Regions from separate parts of the Mus musculus genome. Here region 1 is linked to region 2. Evidence: chromatin contacts called from public Hi-C data. All regions are on one chromosome and are shown on one strand. The core of a region is the stretch at or near the end of the contact, and the rest is flanking DNA. Distances in the headings are between cores, read along the strand shown.

Evidence for each region. A called contact is a pair of places that touch in the nucleus more often than the background predicts.
Region 1: a contact with region 2 is called in a Hi-C map of liver, with 5 times the contacts expected there. The contact joins two enhancer-like sites. A contact is called at or near these places in 7 of 484 Hi-C or Micro-C datasets (the CH12 cell line, embryonic stem cells, liver and 1 more) and 7 of 115 datasets of contacts at active chromatin or transcription factors (embryonic stem cells, epiblast stem cells and intestinal villus epithelium).

The regions. Positions count from the first base shown.
Region 1 is chr6:24,345,812-24,351,229 of GRCm38.p6, forward strand. No RefSeq gene overlaps it. Among named protein-coding and RNA genes, the nearest start is that of Iqub, 170 kb to the right of the region's middle. Within about 2 kb of position 3,035, at least 48 of the 459 cell types and tissues checked have an H3K27ac peak or open chromatin away from gene starts, as enhancers often do. A contact at or near this core is called in liver, where this site is marked.
Region 2 is chr6:24,205,007-24,209,811 of GRCm38.p6, forward strand. No RefSeq gene overlaps it. Among named protein-coding and RNA genes, the nearest start is that of Slc13a1, 39 kb to the left of the region's middle. Within about 2 kb of position 3,120, at least 5 of the 459 cell types and tissues checked have an H3K27ac peak or open chromatin away from gene starts, as enhancers often do. A contact at or near this core is called in liver, where this site is marked.

The DNA.
Region 1 (5,418 bases), core at 1,785-4,284, 140 kb after region 2:
TCACAACAGCCAGAAAGCAAAGAAGGGAAAGAGAAAAGAAGTGGCCAACGACAATATGTGTTGTAGGGCATATCCCCAGCGATGTCCTTCCTTCTAAAACTCTGAAGAAATATTTAAGACATTGAACACCTATTAAGTAATTCGCCTATAGAACTAACCTCCGTTTACTCATGCAAGGGCTTCAGATCAAAGTGAAGTGAAGCTATAAACACCAGTAACAAACATAAGCCAGTCACAGTCAACATAAACATAATAGGACTTCCAGATTGTTTAAAAAAAATAGCCCTTCCAAGAACTGTAAGTAGTTTTCTGCTACAATTATCTTTCAGAAATCTAAACAAGCAACTTCTGTTTCACTGTAGAATAAACAGTGCTTTTTGGTGTGTACTTAATTAAGAAAGCTATGATCTTAGAAAACAAAGCATATTTAATTTAAAGAGAAAATAAAGTAGCTTGGGGAAGTTTATGGGTACTCATAAGTCCTAAGTGTAAATAATCAGTAATAAACATTTCCAACGGTGTCTCCTTCCCTGTCTCAGGAACTCGTTACTTAGAAATAAACGCTTAGTGATAATTCTGTTGTCTTCACTATGACAAGACCCTGAGTGAAATAATTTATTCTGTATACTGCCAAAGTGACTGCAGAGCACATTTAAACAGAGGAAAGAATCATTTTGACTCTTGGTTTCAACTCCTGAGAGGTGGCTCTGTTGTCCTCAGACTGTGTGAAGGCAAAAAGCATGTAGCTATCAGAGCTGCTCACCTGCGGCGGCCCGGGAAGCACAGAGAAACAAAGAAAGGACTAAGAGAGTGTAGGGCCACTCCAGTGATTCACTCCTCTAAGACACAGAGAAAACAGCCATGAAACTGTAAATCAATGCAATTATCTGTTTGTTACCAGAGGTCTTGGGATTCAACCTTTTGATTATTGGATCCAACAGCTAAAGAAGACATTTTTTTGTTACTGGGGACTAGACCTTGGAAAGAGTCACCAAGGTTAATACATGAAAAACAGCTAGTAGGCAGAAAGGTTATAAACAGCTCCCCTACCTAGGCTCCTTTGGGGGAACTGAGCATGTGCAAGCAAAGTCCTTGCCATATACAAATGGGCAGAGGTGGTGCTATCTAAGTGGAAACAGCACTAAGTGGTTCATATCAAAGTGGATCAAAATAGTATGGGCTCCAGGCTCTGATCACAAACCTGTCTCCATTTCCAGCCTGGGAGTGTTTCTCCTTAATAATAAGCAGGCTCCTTTTCTGTACTATTCACTCCGAGACTTAGGAAGCCAAGCGTTATATAGCAGGTGACCTGTGAACTCAGATCTGTATCATTGTCTTTAAAACCCGAGTCTCCAGTTTTGATTCATCAAGTGGCCTTCCAACATTGATCTGTCTTTGTAAAAATAATTTACTATACTATACATTATTTGCTTGCCTGTTAACATGGGCTTCTAATTGGCTTCTTGGCCATTGTTGTTAGAAATTAACCATTTTAAAATGTAAAATCTTTAATACTTGGACAAACTGAAAAACATACGACTTTTTGAATGTGTAAAAGAAAAGATTTGGTGATCAGAATCCAAAATGCTCTCCCTCTCCTTATCTCCTCCCACCCCCGCCATCTCTCTCTCTCTCTCTCTCTCCCTTTCTGTCTCTCTCTCCCTCTCTGTCTCTCTCTCCCCCTCTGTCTTTCTCTATCTTCCTTTCTCCTTCCTTCCCTCCCTCTCTCCTCCCCTCTCTCCTCCTTTCCATCCTATGTCCCTCCCTCTTTCCCTCCCTCTCTCCCCTCTCCCCTCCTTCTCAACCTTAGTTCTCCCTCCCCCTTGCCTTCCCTCCTCTGACTTCTAGCCATTTCCCAGTTACTTCAGCATTTTAACTTTCAAAATAAAACATGTTGACTTCCATCTCTTCCACCTACATATTTAGAATTAATTTATACTGTCCTAGATTCATGTTAGAAAGGATAAATAGCTCACATGTTTACATGAATGTTTTAAGAGAGTAAATTTGTGGTCCACTTAACTTGACTCAAAGGCAGCATTCTAGAGAGGAAAATGAACAACAGTCAACCAGTAAGGCAGAGAGCACCTCCCACAACCCCTGTGTCTGCAATAACAAGGATTCTGTAAAATGAAGAGATGTCAGCTTCCACAGCACAAACAGGGATTATATCTGGGGCACAAAGCCAGATTCCTCCTGGGGAGACAGAACGCGCTTAATCTGTAACCCCTTTACACATAACTCCGAAAACCTATGGCCAGTCATCTTTTAAAAAATTAAGGAATTTGAAGCCACATGATATTTTAATGGTTAGCTAAGCCAATTGCTTAACATTTCTCAGGAGAAAAGGCTTTGTCAGAGGCTTCAGGGTCTGCCTTGGTCGGAAAAACAAAATGAGAACAACTTGAGGTTAAAGGTCTTAGCTTTGATTCACAATTCTAGAGTCAGGCCGGAGGAGGTCAAAGAACTCTAGGCTGGGGAGGCGGTGTTTACAGCTAGCAAATGGAAATGAGATGGAAAAGTGCTGTTGAGAGCACTGGTTCCTGTTGAGCCCCGACCTCATTTGAGTCAGTTGGCTGCCCGCGCTACTTCCGCTACTTCCGGGAGCTCGCTAGCATTAATCAGCGGGGAGACACAGCTGTCTGGAGACACAGCTGTCTGATGTAAAAGCACCCTTCCGCCCTGAAGCATTTATAGTTGCAGTACATGCTAAGCCAGGTTAGCAGTCCTCAGGGAAGGACTCCTCTGCCCAAATGCAAATTAATCCAGCAGCTTCTATCACTCTGTCTCCTAGGAGTAATCTAGAACTATGCAACTGTCTGTCCAGGGCTTTCTATAGGCCCGCCTTCCTTCCTACAATAATGTTTACAAAGGCATGACGCTCCTTCCGTTCATACTCATGATTCCATCCCTTCGAAGCACTTTAACCACATTTAAATAATGGACTTAAGTAAGCATAATTGACCTTAAATTAGCTGCTGTTGTCGTCAAATTGTCAGCATTGTCCCCAGTCTTTCTAAGAAGTCAATATATTGAGTTTCCCTGCTGTTTGCGGGTCATGCATCTAGCTGTTAGGGGTAGAGGGAAAGACATCACAACACTGTCTACGCTGTTGAGCAACAAATTCCAACAGCTGGAAAAAATGTGGAAATGCACTAAGCCATCCCAATTGACAAGACTAAAAAAATAAAATCTCCCACAAGAAAGAGCTGAGAAACAAGCTAACAAGGACCCTTTCTTTACCCTTAGAGATTTATTTTTAAGTTATTTGTTTTTGTTTTGTTTTGTTTGTTGTTTGTTTAAAAAAGGCTTCTGGAGAATCGCTATCTTGTGGCAAAATTTGAACAAGCATTTCTTCGTTTTAATATCTTACTCAAAGAATCTTCTCCATACCAGGTAAATATTTGGTGAAAAATGGCTTCTGTGCGTGTGCAAATGGAGTTGATAACAGTCTTCCAAAGTGCCTTTTGATACCTTTAGAATAAACGAAATATAGGTTATCATTTAAACGGCACTAAAGATTGTAATTTTATTTGGGAAATGGGTTCGTTTCTTACCCTTTCCTTCTACAAATAAGATTTAATTAGCCCACTCCATTCATCAAAAATAAAGTAGAGCATGGGAGAACAAGCAGAGGGCAAGTTGTTTGCTGGGACGACTCAGTGCACACGTTCTGTGATGGGTAACCGTAAAACTTTAAAGTACAACCCTTTTTTTGTATGTGTGTTTGTACTAGGGTAAACTAATGTCTGAGTCAAATTGGTGTCAAATGTATTGAAGTCAGTAGGAGTTAAGGAGTAATTTCCTTACTGGTTAACTACGCGCCACCTTAGCATCTCCATATGTTAACAATGCATTGTCAGCAGCATGGGAGACCTTCTTGTAAGAACCCCTGGCTAGGTGCAAGCTACTCTTTCTTGCCTCTTTAGGACAGAATTGTCTGTCGAAGCTGCTTCATCCGATTGATTGGTAGCTGTGGCCTTTAAGTTTGGAAATGTTTTGAATATCCTCTTCTTCCTCAGTGGTTGTAATTGTAAATTTTAGGAACACAGGAGAACTGAGTGAATGTCAACGTAATAGACAAAGGACCCATGGGAGAATCCAACAAGGACTGCTTTGGGAACTTTGTGGAGAGGATGATAGTGGAGCTCATTCCTAAGGAATGGGTTCTTCTGTAAAGAACAGAATCGAGAAAAAAAAAAAAAAAGAATGGAGGAAGGGACTCGCAAGAATAGGAAATGTCTGGGCATAGTCGGAATTATAAGGGGATATTATTATTAATATTATTATTATTATTAGCAGGTTTATTGTATTGGGAAGCTGCTCTCAGGCCAGAAAGAGTTTACTGGCCCCAAGGACCAAGGTTAGGGAAGTGAGCATGGGGAAAGGGGGTGTGGGGTAGAGAAGGGAGAAAGAGAAAGGGCACACATGCAGAGGTAGAAGAGAAGGGGAGAGTCTTTCTTAATAACACTGTTTGGAAGCAGCTCAAGATGTGTCACTAAAGAGAGTATTGTATTTGAAACTCACATCGATGTTAAAAGACATTTTGATCACCTTTCATCCATATCTGAAAGCATTGTTGAAAATAAATAAATAAAAGAGGAATAAAGAAGAAAATAACCACAAACAGGAAGTCATTCGGCTCCAGAAATGTGTGTGGAGCTTTGGGGATGAGCCTTCTGGGTTCCCCGGTGGTGAGAGCCACCACAGTCCCTGGACATGCTCGGGAGAAAGTGTGGGAAGGTCTTTGGCTGCCTTCATCCTCTGAAATGGAGCTGATAACTCTCTGAAATGCGGTAATAATGGCAAATTAGTCTGTCTTGTTCCAAGTGATTTCAATATTATTTGGAGAGTTTTCAAATGCTTTTGAATTAAGAGAATGATTGCTACCCTGAATTTTAGGAGCTTTCAGAAAACTTGAAATACTTGTATTATTTTATAGCTGAAGTACTTTAAATCTTCCAGAATGTTATTTTATAAATGCTTGTATATATCAAAGTCTAAGTAAATGCTTAAACGGCGTTAGAGCCTCGATTTCTTCATTTTAGAAGGAATCAATGCGGACTACATATATAAATCATATATATTTTAAATGTCTAATAGCAGCGAATTATTATTGCATATTAGATTGTTATAATTAAATCTTATGGGGGGAACAATCCTTACAGCGTATGAATGTCACCATATGGAGAACTAAGTCTCAGCGCTGATCCCATTATAACTGGCTAGGTAGTGAGAGGGGAGGCTAAGCTATGCACAGTGCCTCAATCCTGACCTCTAGAGGCTGTTCTGAAAAACTGCAGAAGGCTACACCGTCGCAACAGCTGGGACTGTATTGTATAAAATCTCTCTATATGCACTAACCTGTCCCAGGTCACAGCAAGCACACAAGGGAATTATCTTATTGTAAACAAGATA
Region 2 (4,805 bases), core at 1,870-4,369:
CCCTATGTTGTTCCACAGATTATAGCTTGGTTATCATGGATTTAACAGCTAATCTCCACATATAAGTGAATGCATAACATATTTGTCTTTCTAGGTCTGGCTTACCTCACTCAGGAGGACTTTTTGTAATTCCATCTATTTACCTGACACTTTCATGGTCTCATTTTTTTTTTTTTTTTTAGTGGCTGTTTTAATACTCCATTGTGTAAATGTACCACATTTTCATTACTTATTCTTCTGTTCTGGGATATCCAGGTTGTTTCCAACTTCAAGCTATGATAAACAGCTCAACAATGACTATAGTTGAGCAAGTATCTCTGTGGTTGGATGAAGTGACAGTTGGATGTTTGCCCAATAGTGGTATAGCTGGATCTTGATGGAGAGTGATTACCATCTTCCTGAGGAACCAGCAATGAATCTTCCTCTTGCTCTACAGTTTGGCCACTTGTTTGATTGAACTTAGCCATTCTGACCAGTTTAAGATGAAACCTCAAAGGAGGTTTAATTTGCATTTGCCTGATGGCTAAGGATGTTGAACTTTTTTTTTTCAGTGTTTTATTTAAATCTTTATTTTCCTCCTTTGAGAATTCTGTTTCATGAGGACCATTTATTAATGCCCATATAATGGTGTTAAGGCCCATCCTAACAGTGTTCTGTTCAGAAAGTCTTCTCCTGTGCCAATGACTTCAAGATTATTAACCACTTTCTCTACTATCAGGTTCAGTGCATCTGGTTCTATGTTGAGTTCTCTGAGTTGAATTTAGTGCAGGGTTAAAAGTATGGATCTACTTGAATTCTTCTACATGCAGCCTTCTAATTTGACCAGCACCATTTGTTGAAGATGCTGCTCTTTTCCAGTGTGTATTTGAGACAGCTTTATCAAAACCAGGTGTCCATAGGTATGTTTATTTATTTCTGAGTCTTCAATTTTATTTCATTGTTCAATATGTTTGTTTCTGTGCCACTGCAGTGCTGTTTTTATAACTATAGCACAATAGTACAACTTGAAATCAGGGATGATGATGTCTCCAGCAGTTCTTTTATTATTCAAGGTTGTTTTGGATCTCCTGGGTTTTTTGTATTTTTATACAAAGCAGGAAATTGTCCTTTCAAGGCCTGTGAAGAATTGTGCTAGAATTTGGATGTAGATTACACTAAATCTGTAGATTGATTTTGGTAGGAGGAGTAATTTTACTATGTTCATCCTACAGAGTCATTTGCATGGGAGATCTTTCCATCTGCAATTTCTTTCCTCAGTGTCTTAAACTTTTTGTCACACAAGTCCTTGGTTACAGTTACTCCATGATATTTTATATTATTTAAGGCTATTGTGAAAGTTTTGTTTCTCTGATTTCTTTTTTCTCAGTATATTTGTCATTTGTAAGAGGACTACAGATTTTTATTAGTTGATTTTGTTTGGGCTACTCTGTTGAAAATGTTTATCATCTGTAAGAGCTTTCATCTGGTAGAAATTTTATGGTCACTTATGTATATTAACATATCTATAAATAATGATGTTTTTCATTCTTCCTTTCAAATTGGTACCTTTTTATTTCCTTCACTTGTTATTCTAGCTAAGATAGCAAGTACTATAATAAATAGGTATGATGAGCGTGAACAATCTTGTCTTATTCCTTATTTTAGTGGAATTGCTTTGATTTTCTCTCCATTTAAGTTGACATAGGCTATGAGCTTCCTGTAATTTATCTTGATTATGTTGAAGTATGTCCCTTATATCCCAAATCTCTTCAAGACTTTTATCATAAAGGGGTGCTGAATTTTGTCAAAGGTTATTTCTGAATTTAATAAAATGAACATGTGACTTTGGTAATATGTTAATATGGTAGATTAAATTTATCAGTTTTTAACTATTAAGCCATTCTTGCATATCTGGGATGAAGCTTGCTTGATTATGGTGAATGTTCTCCTTGATACATCCTTGGTTTCAGTTTATACATATTTTATTAAGAATTCTTGCATTTATGTTCCTAAGGGCCATAATTGGTCTGTAATTCTCTTTCTTTGTAGGGTTTTTTATATGGTTTTGTATCAGGATAACTACGGTCTCATAAAATGAATTGGGCAACGTTCCATCTGTTTCTATTTTGTGGGATAATTTGAGGAGTATTGGTGTTACTCTTCTTTGAAAGTGTAGGAGAATTCTGCATTAAAACCATCTGGTTCTGGGCTCTTTTTTTATTGGGAGATTTTAATGACTGCTTCTGCTGGTTTTTTTATTTGTTTTGTTTTGTTTTGTTTTGTTTTATTTAAATAGATCACAGCGATTGCTGCTGCTGGGTCTTTATACTGATTCTTCCTTCTACCTAGATTTCTCTTTCCACAGATTCCTCATTGCTTTCCCCAGTTTCACATTCAGCTGCTTTAGTAAAATGAAATACCTACTTTATAAAGACAACTGGTTGATTTGATTTAGGCCCATGAAGATATAAGGTTAGAGAGTATTGTTTGGTGATGACCTTCTTGTTGACAGAGTTGAATATCACATAGTAATCTCTTACTATGGACATGCATGTATACCTGTATGCCTCACTCCTGCTTATAAAGCTACCAGGCCAACCCACAGGTGATATAATCACCTTATCTTACAATAATCATTTCTCAATGACCCCACTTCTGAATCTAGAATCAGATTAAATCAGTATCCTCTTAATTCCACTGACAGCTATCCAATTTTGAGTATTAAATTCCTACATGAGGCATGTATGTGAGGGTGCCGAGTAGGGAAGAAAGTGTTGAAACCATAGTGACAAGTTCCAAGGGCTCCATGAAGAACAGATTGCATATGCAGGTCCTACTTCTTTAACAGTAAATACATCTTGCCTTTCTAATTTTTTTTTTTTACTGTGTATATGTGAGAGTTGATGTTGATGTGTATGAGGGAGCACAAATAAGTGCAGGTGTATGTAAATGGAGACAAGAAGATAGCCTTGAGTGCTGCATCTAAAAACTTTGTTGGACAGGATCTGTCAGTAGCCTGACGTCTGCCAAGTAAACTAATCTGGTTAGTTAGCAATTTCCAGGAATCTGCCTGGCTCCACCTCCCTCCCGGCACTGGGATTACAGGAACATTTCACCATACTTGGTTTATTACAGGATTCTGGGGATTGGACTCAGATCTTTATCCTTTGAGGCACGTACTATAATGACTGTGCTATCTCCCTGACCTAGTATCTTGCCTTTTGGCTTGCTTTCTGTTTCCTAAAACAAATTATTGGAGACTTGTCAACACATTTAACCATTTTCTTATAATCTCCACCAACTATACTTAGTATTATATGTTTGCAGACAAGCTATTATTTTTAAATATACGGAAATAAAATGTGTTCTTTTAATTCACTCAGAAAGATTTGATTACAGATTAGAAGCTTGGTAAAATAAGAATATTTATTTTCATCCTTCCTGTCTAAATTGTGTTTACTTTTTTCTTATCATTTCTTGGGATTGAAATTTTCACACTTCAATATTCATCTTGATATGCATAATTAGACTCAGGATAATTCAAACTTAAATGGCTAAATCTTGGCAAAACTGAATTTAATGTATGAACTAGAGGAAAGGACTAAGATAGCTTGAAATTTTTGAATATCACTACTGCATCCTCTTTCTGCTGTTTGAGCTCACCATAATAATTTGATGCATTTAAAAAGGAAAGGCTCTTTGATTTGGAAAGACTCCGCAGAAAATTGATGGCATGAATCTGGCATTTTGTCACTCAAGTGAATATGATAATGATGGTATCATTAGACAAAATGATAACGTGACAGTTTCATGTAATGAGGGAAACACTTCTGCACCACAGAATTTAAATGCGGAGCACCTGGATCCCCAGCTGTTTACCAGTTTCTCCCACACAAACCCCTCCACTCACCTATGCTCCCTGAATAATGACTCTGATAGGTGTTGGAAAGCCAGAGAGCAGAAGTTCAAAGGTATAATCACTACCGCTGGCAGGGGAATGGGATGTTCTTGTCCATTCCTTAAAACCAATCTGTATTTTCTCAGTAGCATAATATTATATGAATTACTGCAGGAAAATAGAAAGTAGAACTCAGTTGTGACCTTTATTCTTGAATATTTGAGAAGGGTTTTTTTCGTTTTTGTTTTTTATTTTGTTTTGTTTTGTTTTGTTTGTAAACAAGACTTTCATATCTTATCCATACCACTCAGTTTAAATAAACACAGGAGAAAGGGAAGGGAGAAGGGAGGAGAGGATCAAGGCGAAGAGAGTAAGAATGTGGTATGTATGTATGTATGAGGTAGAACTTATCTTTGAGTAGAGTGGACATTTTCTTCATTTAGAAACATTTCAGCCTCTTTCGAATGTCCCATGATTATGGGTTTAAAGAGTCTTCCATTTTGTATGGAAGCCAAGTTCCTTGGTAACTAGTGTTTATTTGCCAACTTACTGTGATTCACAGGTGACTTGGAACCTGTTGTACCAGGTAAGTAATTGCTGACCTTCCTCCTTCATTATCCTCAGGACAATGGCTTGCTTTTATTTTCAGTTATTATTAAGAAGCACGAGATAACAACTACGATGTCAGAACTTACTGAGAGGACAGCTTCATTCAAGTGGGCCTGGGTAGTTCTTATTTACTTCTTCAGTGATCACAAAGCACCCACCTGCTCACTGCCACTTAACAGTGTGTGGTGCCAACTCTGTACCTTTACAGAATGACCTTTTTAGAACTTCACAAGGTTCCAAATTTCAGCTCTTTTCAGTAGGATGTATACATCCTACTGAATATACACTGGAATTTCCGATATGCCTAAAGATTAAATGC